Regions from separate parts of the Sus scrofa genome. Here region 2 is linked to region 1. A link is a contact called in public Hi-C data. All regions are on one chromosome and are shown on one strand. The core of a region is the stretch at or near the end of the contact, and the rest is flanking DNA. Distances in the headings are between cores, read along the strand shown. Region 1 has its middle 9.2 kb from the start of TRNAE-UUC. Region 2 holds the start of PTGES2 (prostaglandin E synthase 2).

Evidence for each region. A called contact is a pair of places that touch in the nucleus more often than the background predicts.
Region 2: a Hi-C map of mesenteric adipose tissue shows a contact between it and region 1, with 1.6 times the contacts expected there. The contact joins the promoter of PTGES2 here to the enhancer-like site in region 1. A contact is called at or near these places in 4 of 5 promoter capture datasets (fetal liver, fetal skeletal muscle, liver and 1 more), 16 of 47 Hi-C or Micro-C datasets (alveolar macrophages, embryonic fibroblasts, epiblast stem cells and 10 more) and 1 of 2 datasets of contacts at active chromatin or transcription factors (skeletal muscle).

What each region holds. Positions count from the first base shown.
Region 1 is chr1:268,443,541-268,449,465 of Sscrofa11.1, forward strand. No RefSeq gene overlaps it. Among named protein-coding and RNA genes, the nearest start is that of TRNAE-UUC, 9.2 kb to the left of the region's middle. Within about 2 kb of position 2,606, at least 25 of the 83 cell types and tissues checked have an H3K27ac peak or open chromatin away from gene starts, as enhancers often do. A contact at or near this core is called in epiblast stem cells, fetal liver, mesenteric adipose tissue and 2 more, where this site is marked.
Region 2 is chr1:268,588,712-268,594,636 of Sscrofa11.1, forward strand. PTGES2 (prostaglandin E synthase 2) reads right to left here and starts at 2,645. Exons shown (of 7, transcript XM_001927936.5): 1 at 1,856-2,645; 2 at 528-725. The coding sequence starts at 2,125.

The sequences.
Region 1 (5,925 bases), core at 1,356-3,855:
AATTTTCAACAAGGATGCCAACAGGGGAAAGAAAAGCCTTTTTAGGAGTTCCCGTCATGGCTCAGTGGTTAACGAATCTGACTAGGAACCATGAGGTTGTGGGTTCGATCCCTGGCCTTGCTCAGTGGGTAAGGACCCGGCATTGCCGTGAGCTGTGGTGCAGGTCACAGACGAGGCTCAGATCTCAAGTTGCTGTGGCTCTGGCATAGGCTGGTGGCTACAGCTCCGATTAGATCCCTAGCCTGGGAACCTCCATATGCTGTGGGTGCAGCTCTGAAAAGACCAAAAAAAAGAAAAGAAAAGAAAAGAAAAGCCCTTTTGGGACAACTGTATATTCACATACAAAAGAATGAAGTAGGCTCCATTTCTCACACCATATATAATAATTAACTCAAAATGGATCAAAGACCTAAGTTTAAGAGCTAAAACTATAGAATTCTGAGAAGAAAACATAGGGGTAACTCTTCATGATCTGGGATTAAGCAACAGTTTCTTAGATATAACACCAAAAAGTATAAGAAAGAAAAATATATACTGAACTTCATAAAAATTTTTAAAAATTTGCGATTCAAAGGACACCATCAAAAAAAGTGAAAAGACAACGCACAAAACGAAAGAAAATATTTGCAAAACATATATATGATAAGCGATTTGTAGCAAGAATATATAAAGAGCACTTACAATGCAATAATAAAGACAAATAACCCAGTTTTTTAAATGGGCAGGGAGTTCCCATCATGGCTCAACAGAAACCAATCCAGCCAGTCTCCACGAGGATGCTGGTTCAATCCCTGACCTCATGTAGTGGGTGGAGGATCTGGCATTGCTGGGAGCTGTGGTGTAGGTCGCAGATGTGGCTCAAACCCTGCATTCCTGTGGCTGTGGCTGAGGCTGGCAGCTGCAGCTCGGATTCGACCCCTAGCCTGGGAACTTCCATACGCTGCGGGGGTGGCCCTAAAAAGCAAATAAAATAAAATAGGCAAACGATCTGAATAGAAAAATTTCTCCCGAGAGGATATATAAAGAGCCAATGAGCACCTGAGAAGAGGCTCTATCTACATCATTAACCCTCAGGGAAACACAAATCATAACTGCAATGAGTTAGCGCTTCACACCCACTAGAACGGCTGTAATCGAGACGGGTAATGACAAGTGTTGATGAGGATGTGGAGAAGCTGGAACCCTCGTGCACTGCAGGTGGGAATGTGAAACGGTGGCGCTGCTTTGGAAAACAGCCTGGCAGTTCCTCAAAAGGTTAAGGAGTTACCATATGATTCAGCAAGCGTACTCCTAGGTGTAGACCCAACAGAAATGAAACACAGGTCCACACAAAAGCTGGTACACACAGGCACAGAGCAGCATTATTCATCACCAGAAAGGGAAAGCCAGCGTTCTTGTCGTGGCTCAGCAGAGACAAATCCGACCGGTATCCATAAGGATGTGGGTTTGATCCCTGGCCTCGCTCAGTGTGTTAAGGATCCCGTGTGGCTGGGAACTTCCCTGTGCCATGTGTGCGGCCCTAAAAAGCAAAAACAAGAAAGTGACCCAAATGTCCATCAGTGAGGGAATGGATACACAAAATGTGGTACATCCATACAACGGAATGTTATTCAGCGATAAAAAAATAAGCATCTAAACATGCCATGTTGTGCATTCCCCTTGAAAACATCATGCTGGAGTTCCCGTCACGGCACAGTGGAAATGAATCCTACTAGGAACCATGAGGCTGAGGCCCCCTGGCCTCACTCAGCAGGTTAAGGACCCGGTGCTGCCGTGAGCTGTGGTGTAGGTTGCAGATGTGGCTCGGATCTGGCATTGCTGTGGCTGTGGTGTAGGCCGACGGCTGTAGCTCCGATTAGACCCCTAGCCTGGGACCCTCCATATGCCACAGATACGGCCCTAAAAAAGACAAAAGATGAAAAAAGAAAAGAAAAGAAAAGAAAAATGTTATGCTAAGTGGAAGAAACCAGTCACAAACAACTCTAAGTTGTATGAGTCCATTTCTATGCAATATCTGGAATAGGCAAATCCTATTATGAGACAGAGAGACTGTTGGTTGCCAGGGGATGGGGGCATCGGGGAAAATGGGAATGACCGCTAATGGGTATGGAGTTTCTTGGGGGGGGGGATAAAAATGTTCTAAAACTGAGGGTGGTGATGGTCACACACCTCGGTGGATGGAGGAAAACTACTGAATTGTACTCTTGCCTGGGTGAATTGTGTGGTTTGTGAATTACAGCCCAATGAAACTGGTACCCAACGAAAACCATGGTAAATAAAGAGACAAATGGAGCAGACAGAGCAGAGAAGGAGGGCAGGGAGCACTTACTGGATGGAGATGAGCAGGTGGGGGCTGCTACTGCGGGCGGGTGGTTGGGGAGAGCCCTTTGGCAGCGATATCTGAGCACCGGCTGGAGGGGAGTGAGGACGCAGGCTGAGCAAAGACCGGGAGGAGATGCGTGAAGAGCCAGTGCCAAGGCCCTGAGGTAGACACAAGCTTGGCAGATGGAGAAGCGGCCAGGGGACCAGGGAGGGAGCTGAGGGCGTGAGGCTGTCTGGGAGCAGGGTCAGGTCACGTCGGACCTTGAGGGCCATGGTGAGAAGTTTGAAATGGTCCTCTGGCAGAGGCCCTGTCCTTGACTTTGGCAGAGGCGGAGAGCAGCGGGAGGCAGTGGGTGGAAGGGGAAAGGCGCACATCACTCCCCAGCAGCCGGAGAACCACGCTGGAAGCGGGGAGTCGGGGGCGGCCAGGGCACCCCTGTGGACCCTCAGACCTCTGCCCACCCCCTCTGCTTGCGCGAGCCACCCCAGGAGCTGGAAGCAGCTGCTGGAGCCTTAGGAGGAAGCTCCCAGGGCTGGGCGTGTTGAAACACCCAGAGGAATTAGGATTAGCATCTGGGAACAAAAGCCGCTATTGCCCTCTCTCCCTTCCCCTTCCCCTTGGCGAGTCTGCCATGGGAACGCTGGCCAGGAAGCTCGGGGCCGCCTGATCCTGGTTCCTGCAGGCCTGGCCAGAGAAGGCCACGGAGCCCCTCCCCGGCTCAGGTGACAGGCGGCTTCAGCTTCCTCTCTGCCTGCAGGAAGGTGGGCCGGGCAGGGCTCACGGGATCAGCTCTGGGCCTCCCTCATGTTTCCACAGGGCTCTGAAAACACACTATTAAATGCCACCACTCCCACGGGAAGAAGCTCACGGCCTCGCCCTGGCCCACCCAGGAGGTCACAGCGAGGATAAAACGAACACCCCAGCAGTGGCTATTTCCTGCTGGCCTACTGTGTGGCCCCTGGAGCTCTTCAACATTGAAGGGTGGGTGTTATTGTGGCCACTTGACAGACGAGGACAAGGAGGCTCAGAAAGGCCGAGCAACGCACCCACAGTCACGGGGCAGTGAGCAGCAGAGCCCGGGCTCGACTCCAGGCCCATCTGGGTCCAGAGCCCATGTCACAGAAAGGACAGCCCTGCAGCCACCTCCAGGGCCCTCTGGGCAGAGAGCTGGGCACCCCTAGCCAGCTGTATGGGGTCCCAGGCACAGGGCAGGGATGACGGAGGAGATGAGCTCAGGCTCAGGGGTGGAAGTAGGTAGGGGGCATTCTTTTTTTTTTTTTTTTAAGGCAAGAAATAAGATGCCAAGCAGGGGGCCAGGAGCCCCAAGTGAGAGCCGGCCATGCCAGGTTTGAGGAAATCGCAGGGACTTGATTCACTCAAAAGCCTCTTATTAAGCACTACCTAGGTGCCAGGTAGCGCCGAAGGCCCTAGAGACAAAAATAATGAACGAAACAGAGAGAAATCCCTGCGTTCAGGGGGTTTATAGTCTGGCAGTCGACAGGAGACCGACAAAATGAGCCAAAAATACAAGAGACGGCAGCGGTCACGGCTGCGGGGAGGAAGGAACCAGGGAAGGAGGCAGGCAGTGCCGAGGCCCTGGGAGACGGAGGGCAAGGTGGTGGCTGGGGAAGTGACAGATATCCGAGCGAGGAGCTGAGGAGACCCATGCAGCAACCTGGGGGAGCAGCAGTCCAGGCAGAAGGAACGGTCAGTGCAAAGGCCCTGCGGTGGGAATGTGCCCAACAGGTTTAAGCATAAGGAGGCCAGAGCCAAAAAGCCACTGGGGAACGACCCCCAGGAATAGCAAAGGCCCACGGCAGCACTGCTTAGAGCCCTGAAGGCTGACTACGACCCTGAAAGCTGAGCGCCATCTGACATCTGCCGTGACCTCGATGGACTGTGGCCCCAGGGGGCAGGCATGGGGCAGGCACGGGGCTGCCTGGGTGTCGCAAGTCTCTGCACACATCCCCCAGAGGCGGGAGGGGCAGTGAGCCACCGTCTCAAAGAGGGAGAGGGTGAAAAAATGATGATAAATGAGCATCTCTGAGGAAAAATCATGAAGAAGATGCTGATGAAGTAAACACGGGACAGGAGTTCTTTCGTGGCGCAGTGGGTTAAGGATCTGCTGTTGCCACTGCAGTGGTTCAGGTTACTGCCATGGCACAGGTTCGATCCCTGGCCCAGGAACTTCTACATGCTGCAGGCGCAGCCTAAACAAACAAACACAGGATGGTGCTTCCCCGCACCCTACCCCGCTCACCCTACTGACACGGCTCACATCACATACGTAAAGAAATGTAAAGATGATGGAACCAAGCCCGAAAGGACACCGTCCATAGCCCTGAACTCTGGGCTCCCGAGCCGAGTGGCCTGCTCCACCTGCACAGTGACAGGAGGATACAGCAGCCGAAGGAAGGTGAGAACTCGAAGCAGGTCTGGCTAAGGTGGGGTGAAGGACCTCAGACCTTCATGTCTGTACAAGAATTGTTTCTGTAATTCAAACTGAAACATGAGAACAGGGTGTGAGGTTAGAGGGCTGGTCAAAAGCAAAAGGGATCTTGGGAGTTCCCCTCGTGGCGCAGCGGAAATGAATCCGACTAGGAACCACGAGGTTGTGGGTTCGATCCCTGGCCTTGCTCAGTGGGTTAAGGATCTGGTGTTGCCATGAGCTGTGGTGTAGGTCGCAGACGTGGCTCAGATCTGGTGTTGCTGTGGCTCTGGTGTAGGCCGGTGGCTACAGCTCCGATTAGACCCCTCGCCTGGGAACCTCCATATGCCGTGGGTGCAGCCCGAAAAAGGGGAAAAAAAAAACAAAAAAGCAAAAGGGATGTGAATGCCCATCTACCCTAATCAAGGCCTGGGCTCACCCCACGCCCTCCCAGCAGGACTGGGCACCCCCTTAGTGAGATATGAAATGGCACGAGCCCCCTAGCCTGGGGCGTCAGGGATTGAGCCCCGGCTCCATGCTGCCAGGCACAGGTAATTATAGAGACTGGGTTTTCAGGGGAGTTTCGTTTTTAGCTTTAAAATATACAATTAGACGCCCAAATCCCAGGGAGGCAGGGTGAGCCCTCTCCACCCACCACAGCCGCTGGTGGCCATCACAGCAGCGTAATTCAGCTATTTCTGGGTTGTCCTGAAATAGAGCAGAGCACCCGACCAGGCTGGTGTCCCTCGGAGCTCCCCTGGCCCCAAATCCGGACCACAGCCTCTGTTACGCTCCACAAAGACTCACTGTGGGTGCCGGCTGGGTGCCAGGCCCTGGGGTGTGGGGACACAATGGGAGCAGACCTCCTCCAGGGTCCCCAGCTGCGTGGGGCCTCGGACTTTCACAAAAAGTGACTGACAACTGCCGCCAGCCCGAGGAGGTGGAAGGGGCCACGAGAATGCTGAGCAGATCGGGGCCTGACTTGGCCTGGGGACACCAGAGCGGGACCTCAAGGCTGCAGTGAGCCAGATGAAGATGCAGAGATGGCCCAGGCGGTGGGGACAGCCCAGCAGGACCCAGAAGGACAGAGGTGGCTCTCAGGAAGAGGTGGGAGAAGGCTGGGGGATGGGGGAAATCAGGCAGGTAAGGGCAAGGCTGCACCCAGGGACCCAGA
Region 2 (5,925 bases), core at 1,395-3,894, 150 kb after region 1:
CCAGTGGAACCTGAGCCTTGTTTATCTGCCCCTGGGGGTTCACGCCCCCCAAAATCAATGCCATAGAGCTTCCCCACCCCCAGGACCCAGTCCCCACCCTCAGGACAGCCCACCCTCCAAGTGAGGGAGTAGTGTGGCTAGTGGGGAGGAGGCAGGACCCACCCACCTGGCCTCCTGGACGCTGACAGGTAGGGTGGACTCAGACGCTACATACTAGGAGCCAAGCCCTACACCCCAGACAGTATGGTTCTCTGTTGATGAATGAAGCAAGCCCAGAGAGGCTAAGTGACTGGCCGCAAGTCACAGAGCCAGTGAGTGGCAGAGCCCCACCTTGAACCCAGACCAGCCTGACCTCAAACCCACATTGTTAAGGCCTGTGGTGCTCTTCCTCCCTTAGACAGGCTGCGTCCCAATCCTCAGCCAAGGCCCAGAGAGCCCAAGCTCCTTCCAGCGCTGCAGAGCAGTGCCTGACTCAGGGGGATTCCAGGACAACCCGGGACACTGGAGGGGGCTCCCTGGGGGCTCACCAAGCTGTCTCCTTCCTGGGCCAGCAGGATGGGCACCTTCCTGTAGGAGGAGAACTTGATCTCGGCCCTGCGGACAGGGTTCACCTCCACCACCTGGTAGGGCAGGGCGTGGAAGTCGAGGAAGGCGCGGACTTTGCTGCAGAATGGACACGTCTTGTACTGGTATAGAGTCAGCTGCAGGCGGCTGGACAGCAAGAGCTGGGGGAGGAGCAGAGGAGGGGGGCTTCTGAGACCTGGTGCCCAGGCCCCGCCCCCGGCCCCGCCCTCAAGCTGAAGTTTCCCGAAGGCGTCTTCTAGGCTGACCCTGAGAACTAGAGAAGGAACCCAGGATAGACGGCAAGGAGAAAAGGAGGCGCAGGGAGGGGAGCGGGCTCGAGCAGCGGGCAGCTCAGGCTCAGGCGCCCGACCAGTGGGCTCCCCGGGAAGAAAGGAGGACTCTTCCGGTTTCTCGCCAACGCTAGAGAGACATCTCTCTCCTTCCTGTCCCGAGGGAACTTCAGACACTGCCAGGTGGACCCCCCTCCCCGATGCAATTGTTTCTTCAACTTGGGAGTGCCCCCCCCCAACTCCCCCACTCTCAATCCAAGGGACCTCGGGGTGAGGGGGCAGAGCCCAGCGTTTCCGAGTCTCCAAGAGGGGAGTCCTTGTATCTGGGCCACGGACCTGCATAGAACATGCACAGCAGGAGAGCCCCAGGTAAGCTCGCTGCAGATTCCTATCTGAAAGGCACAGCTGCAGTCGCCTCGCCCCCGACGCTGTTCAGAGATGGGAGACTGAAGCTGGACCATGGGTGGGGGGGGGGGTGGACAGGGAGATACAGAGAAATCTACTCCCCATCTGCCATTCTGGTTCCCTTGGATTCCGAAACCAGGCGCCTGTGGGGTGTGATGGGACGGGGCTGGTGCTGTGTACAAAGCATCGTAAGGGCAGCTAGGGTCATCGGTTTCGTAAAAACACTAATAATAGTACTAATAAATAAACACACAACCTCAGGATTTGGAGACGGTAGGAGGGAGACAAACGTTTGCTAAAGTGATAAACTGTGAAAGAGGCTTTCCGTTTCAGTGATCGCCAAATCTTTCTATTAAGAAGTCTTAAAGCCGGTTAGAAAAACGACCTTAAAACAAAGACAATTCTCGTTAGCTGACATTAGCGCCCCATTTCACAGATGAGGACGCTGAGGGATCAGAGACTTAAAACCAAGTCACTCGCTCAAGGTCAAGAATGGACAGAGGAGACGATTCCTGACCCCGCCGGTTCCCAGAAGTCCCGAAGTTCGGCGCTGATCCCAGCGCCCCCACCCAAGGCTCGGTCTGGCCAGGGCTTACCTGCGCGGCTGTGCGCTCCGCTCGGAGGTCCTGGGCGCGAAGGTGCCACCGCACGGTGTGGTACAGCCCCAGGGCGCCCCCCAAGGCCAGTGCTGCCGCCCCCAGGAGCCGTGGGCCCCCCTTGCGGGTGGTGGCGGTGGGGCCTGGGCCTCCCGCCGCTCCGGTGAAGCCCGCCCGGCTCTGCTCGGGGAGTCTTAGAGAGGGACGACCGCCCAGTCTCCAGGCCAGGGCGCGCCCGCTGGGCCAGAGAACCCGTGCAGCATGGGCCATGTTCGTTTCGCCGGCACCGCGGGAGGGCGCGAGAAACAAAGATGGCCCGGGCTCAGGCTCTCTCTAAAGGGGCGGGTCTCCGGCGCCTGGAGGTTGCCAGGGGTGACTGTGAAGCGGAGCGGGAAGGGACAGCTCTCATGGGACGGGGCGTGAGTCCCCGGCACCCAGCTTTCACACACCCGTCAGAAACAAAGAAACATCTAGGGAGATCTGCTAACTGTCCCCGCTTCTAACGCGTAGATGTAACCGGTCGCGGCGGTGACCCGGAGCCGAACGTAGGAACTCGGCCGCGTAGTTCGCCTTATGGCCCTCAGCGTCATCCGTAATATGCAACCAATAGAAAGAGATTGAACCCTTTAGGATACTGGGGATAGCGTCACGGCATCGGGTCCAGGAAAGCCACGGAAACTGCCCACCGGACCCGCAGTAGGTGGGAGCCCGCGACTGGGGCTTTTTCTGCCCTCCCGCACCGCTGCCCAATTTCTTCTGTAACCTGAACCATAAAATTTTCCGTGCACTCTGGGGGCTTTAGAAACCACGTGTCTCAGATTTCTCCCAACCCGAGGCGCCGGCTGGCCGACCCGCAGGTCCCCAGCGGCAGGATGGAACAGAGAGAATTGGGGTCCCAAGATATTCTGTCCCTCTGTCGGGCTCCTTCGCCCAAGTCGAGGGCCCGAGCCTCAGCCACCTAGGCTTCTCGGCGGGCAGCCCCAGGTTGGCCCCGCCCGGCGATCGCGAGTGGAGCGGTGCTCCTGGAGTGGGAGGGGGGATTTGTAGGCGGAACAGGTTGTGGGCGGGGCAAGACAGAGATTGAAAGACAGGCGGGCACAGAGCTTGACTGCCCCAGAAGAAGAGAGAGCAGGGCTGCTCAGAGGAACCTGCTCTGGATGGGGCGGGGCGGATCAGGGGCGGAGCTCGGGCCTCGGGGCTCCGACCCTGGGGTCAGGGCACCAGCCATCCGAGTGGGTTCCTTTGCCGCTTTCCACTCTTCCAGCTCTGAGTTCCTTCCACCGCCTCCACCTTCCTCCTGGTGCCGGCTGTCTGCGCGACCCTCGCCGCCTTGGATCGTCCCGCGGTCCTTATGGCGCCCTAGCCCGCAATGTCGGGACCTGGGCTCGGAAGGCGGGAACGACGGCTTTGGAGAAGCAGGCGACCCAGAGGGGCTGCTGAGGCGACATTTGCTTTTTCGGGGGTGCTCTCTTGGGAAGAGACCTGGGGTGTGGGATAGGGGCCGGGAAGGAACAGCAGAGCCCTCCTCCATCCCCTCGCCCCCGGGTGGGTCCGGAGCTGCAGGCGTGCTCCCGGGGTTCAGGGCGAGCACTGCTAGCGGGTCTCTGGAAACTGCAGCGTTCAAGAACTGTGGCCACAGGCCACAGATGAGGAAACTGGGGGCCTTTGGATTTGGATTTGTTCTAGCCACTTCTTTCAGGCCCGTTGGAGACGGGGGCTCCTCAAGAGGGCGGGGCCGGGCGTGGACCCTCTGGGTGGGCGTGCCAATTTGCTGAATCAGCATCCCCTGCCCCCTTTGCTGGTGTGGCCTGAAGCCCTGGTGAATGTGACTTGCTTACAGAAGCCGCCTGTTGCCTGCATAGCACTGCGGGGGGTGGGGTGGGGGTGTGGAGAGAGAACCTTCAGCTCCCTTCTCACCTTCTGGAGCCTCCGTTTCCCCATCTGCAAAATAAGAATGACGGGTAGTGTCTCCTGCATTGAGATGGGCCAGGATTAAATGAGAAAACGAATGGGCAGAGCCTGGAGGCTGGTGAGGCCAGTGTTTTAGAGAAGCCTATTTTTTGCCCACTCAGCAGCTTCTCCACCTTTGCCAAGTATAGGAAGGAAACCCAGTGATCCAATCTTCCACCAAACCACTTGGCAAATTCTCCCTTGTGTCCTCCTGGAAAGATTGGCAAGAGGTAGGGTCAGGCCTGCATCTCTGCCTGCCATCCAGTGCTCACTACCCTGGGTCCCTGTACTGCCTCTTCCTTAATTCATTCCAGCCAGGGGGGTCTCCTGCCTGTGGCTGAGCTGGATGGTTGCTCAAGTCTGAGCAAATCCCAGGAATGGTTGTGCTTTTCCCTGTTGCTGTGCAACATCTGGGGACAGGTGACTGAGACTCAGGGTTCTCATACAGAAGAGAGGACAGAGCCTCTGTCCAGGCATAGCCCAGATCCTACCAGCCCAGGAGCCCCATTCTGGGCTATAGGTTCTGTGACCTCCCATTCGTATCTGACCCTAGCGGCCAGTCTCCTGGACACATGAGCCCGCGTGGGACCCCACCCCTCCTTGTTTTCCCTCGCTCTGTCTTCTGCAGTCCTGCTGCTTAAGAACTGGGTTCCTCTGTGGAAACGAACCTGACTAGTATCCATGAGGATGCATGTTCAATCCCTGGCCCCGCTCAGTGGGTTAAGGATCTGGTGTTGCCGTGAGCTGTAGTGTAGGTCGCAGACATGGCCCCCAGCTGCAGCTCCAGTTCGACCCCTAGCCTGGGAACTCCCATATGCCACACTTGTGGTCCTAAAAAAATAAAAATTAAAAAAATAAATGATTGAATTGGTAAATGAGAAGAGACAAAAGAGACCTGTGCAAAAAAATTCCAAATAATTTGTGTGTGGACTTCTTTTTTTTTTTTTTTTTTTTTTTTTTTGCTTTTTAGGTCTGAACCCACAGCATATGGATGTTCCCGGCTAGGGGTCAAATCTGAGACGCAGCTGCCGGCCTACACCACAGCCACAGCAACTCAGGATCCAAGCCCTGTCTGTTACCTACATCACAGCTCACAGCAAGGCTGGATCCCCAACCCACCAAGCGAGGCCAGGGATCAAACCCGGATCCTCATAGATACCAGTTAGATTCCTTTCCCCTGAGCCACGACGGGAATTCCTGTGTGTAGACACCTTGCCCTCGAGGAGGTGGAGGAAAACTGCCCCCCCTTGGATACGGGCTGTGCAGAGTGACTTTCCTCCCAAGAGCTCAGTGTGAGAAGGGGGAAGCAGGAGTGACTTGCCGTGGAGCAAACTGACCGTCCCTCCTCAGCCAGGAGATCAAGGTCAGCACCCACCGTGAGCAGTCATGTCGATAGGAGGCACCCTTCCCAGGGCAGGATGCAAAAGTGGCACCAGACCTCTGCGCTCTTCCTCCCCAAAACCCACAACGCTGGTCTAATGAGGAGGGAAACAGCCAACAAATCCCAACAGAGGGACGACCTACACAACATCTGATGGCTGTCGAGGTCATCAAGACCAAGGAAAGTCAGAGAAACCGTCAGAGCCGAAAGCAGCCTAAAGAGACGTGATTAAATATAACATGAGCTCCTAGACCAGGCAAAGGGCAAGGAAGTCTAAATAAGGCATGGACTTTGACTAATGATGTATTATTGGTGGTTCGTTAATTGTAACAAATGCATCATACTAATATAAGATAATACAGTATATGGGATTTCACAATTTTTCTGCAAATCTACAACTTTTTAAATTAAAAGTTCATTTTTAAACGCTTGTCAAGTGGTGCACCTTTGAGGATGAGCAGTTTATTTGCTTGTCTGTAAGTCTCTTTGTGGAAAGATTGGCTGATGATTGATTGGATTTCTGTAATGGTTACAGGGCAACTCACATTTTCTTTTTCTTCTTAAATTCATTTTAGTAAGTTAGAATTTATCTTTTTTTTTTTTTTTTCCTACCATGCCCGCAGCATGTAGATGGTCAGAGATGGAACCCAGCAGCTACATGAGCCACAGCAGTGACAACACCAGATCCTTAACCCACTGAGCGAGCTACATGGAAACTCCTTGCCTATCACTTTAACGT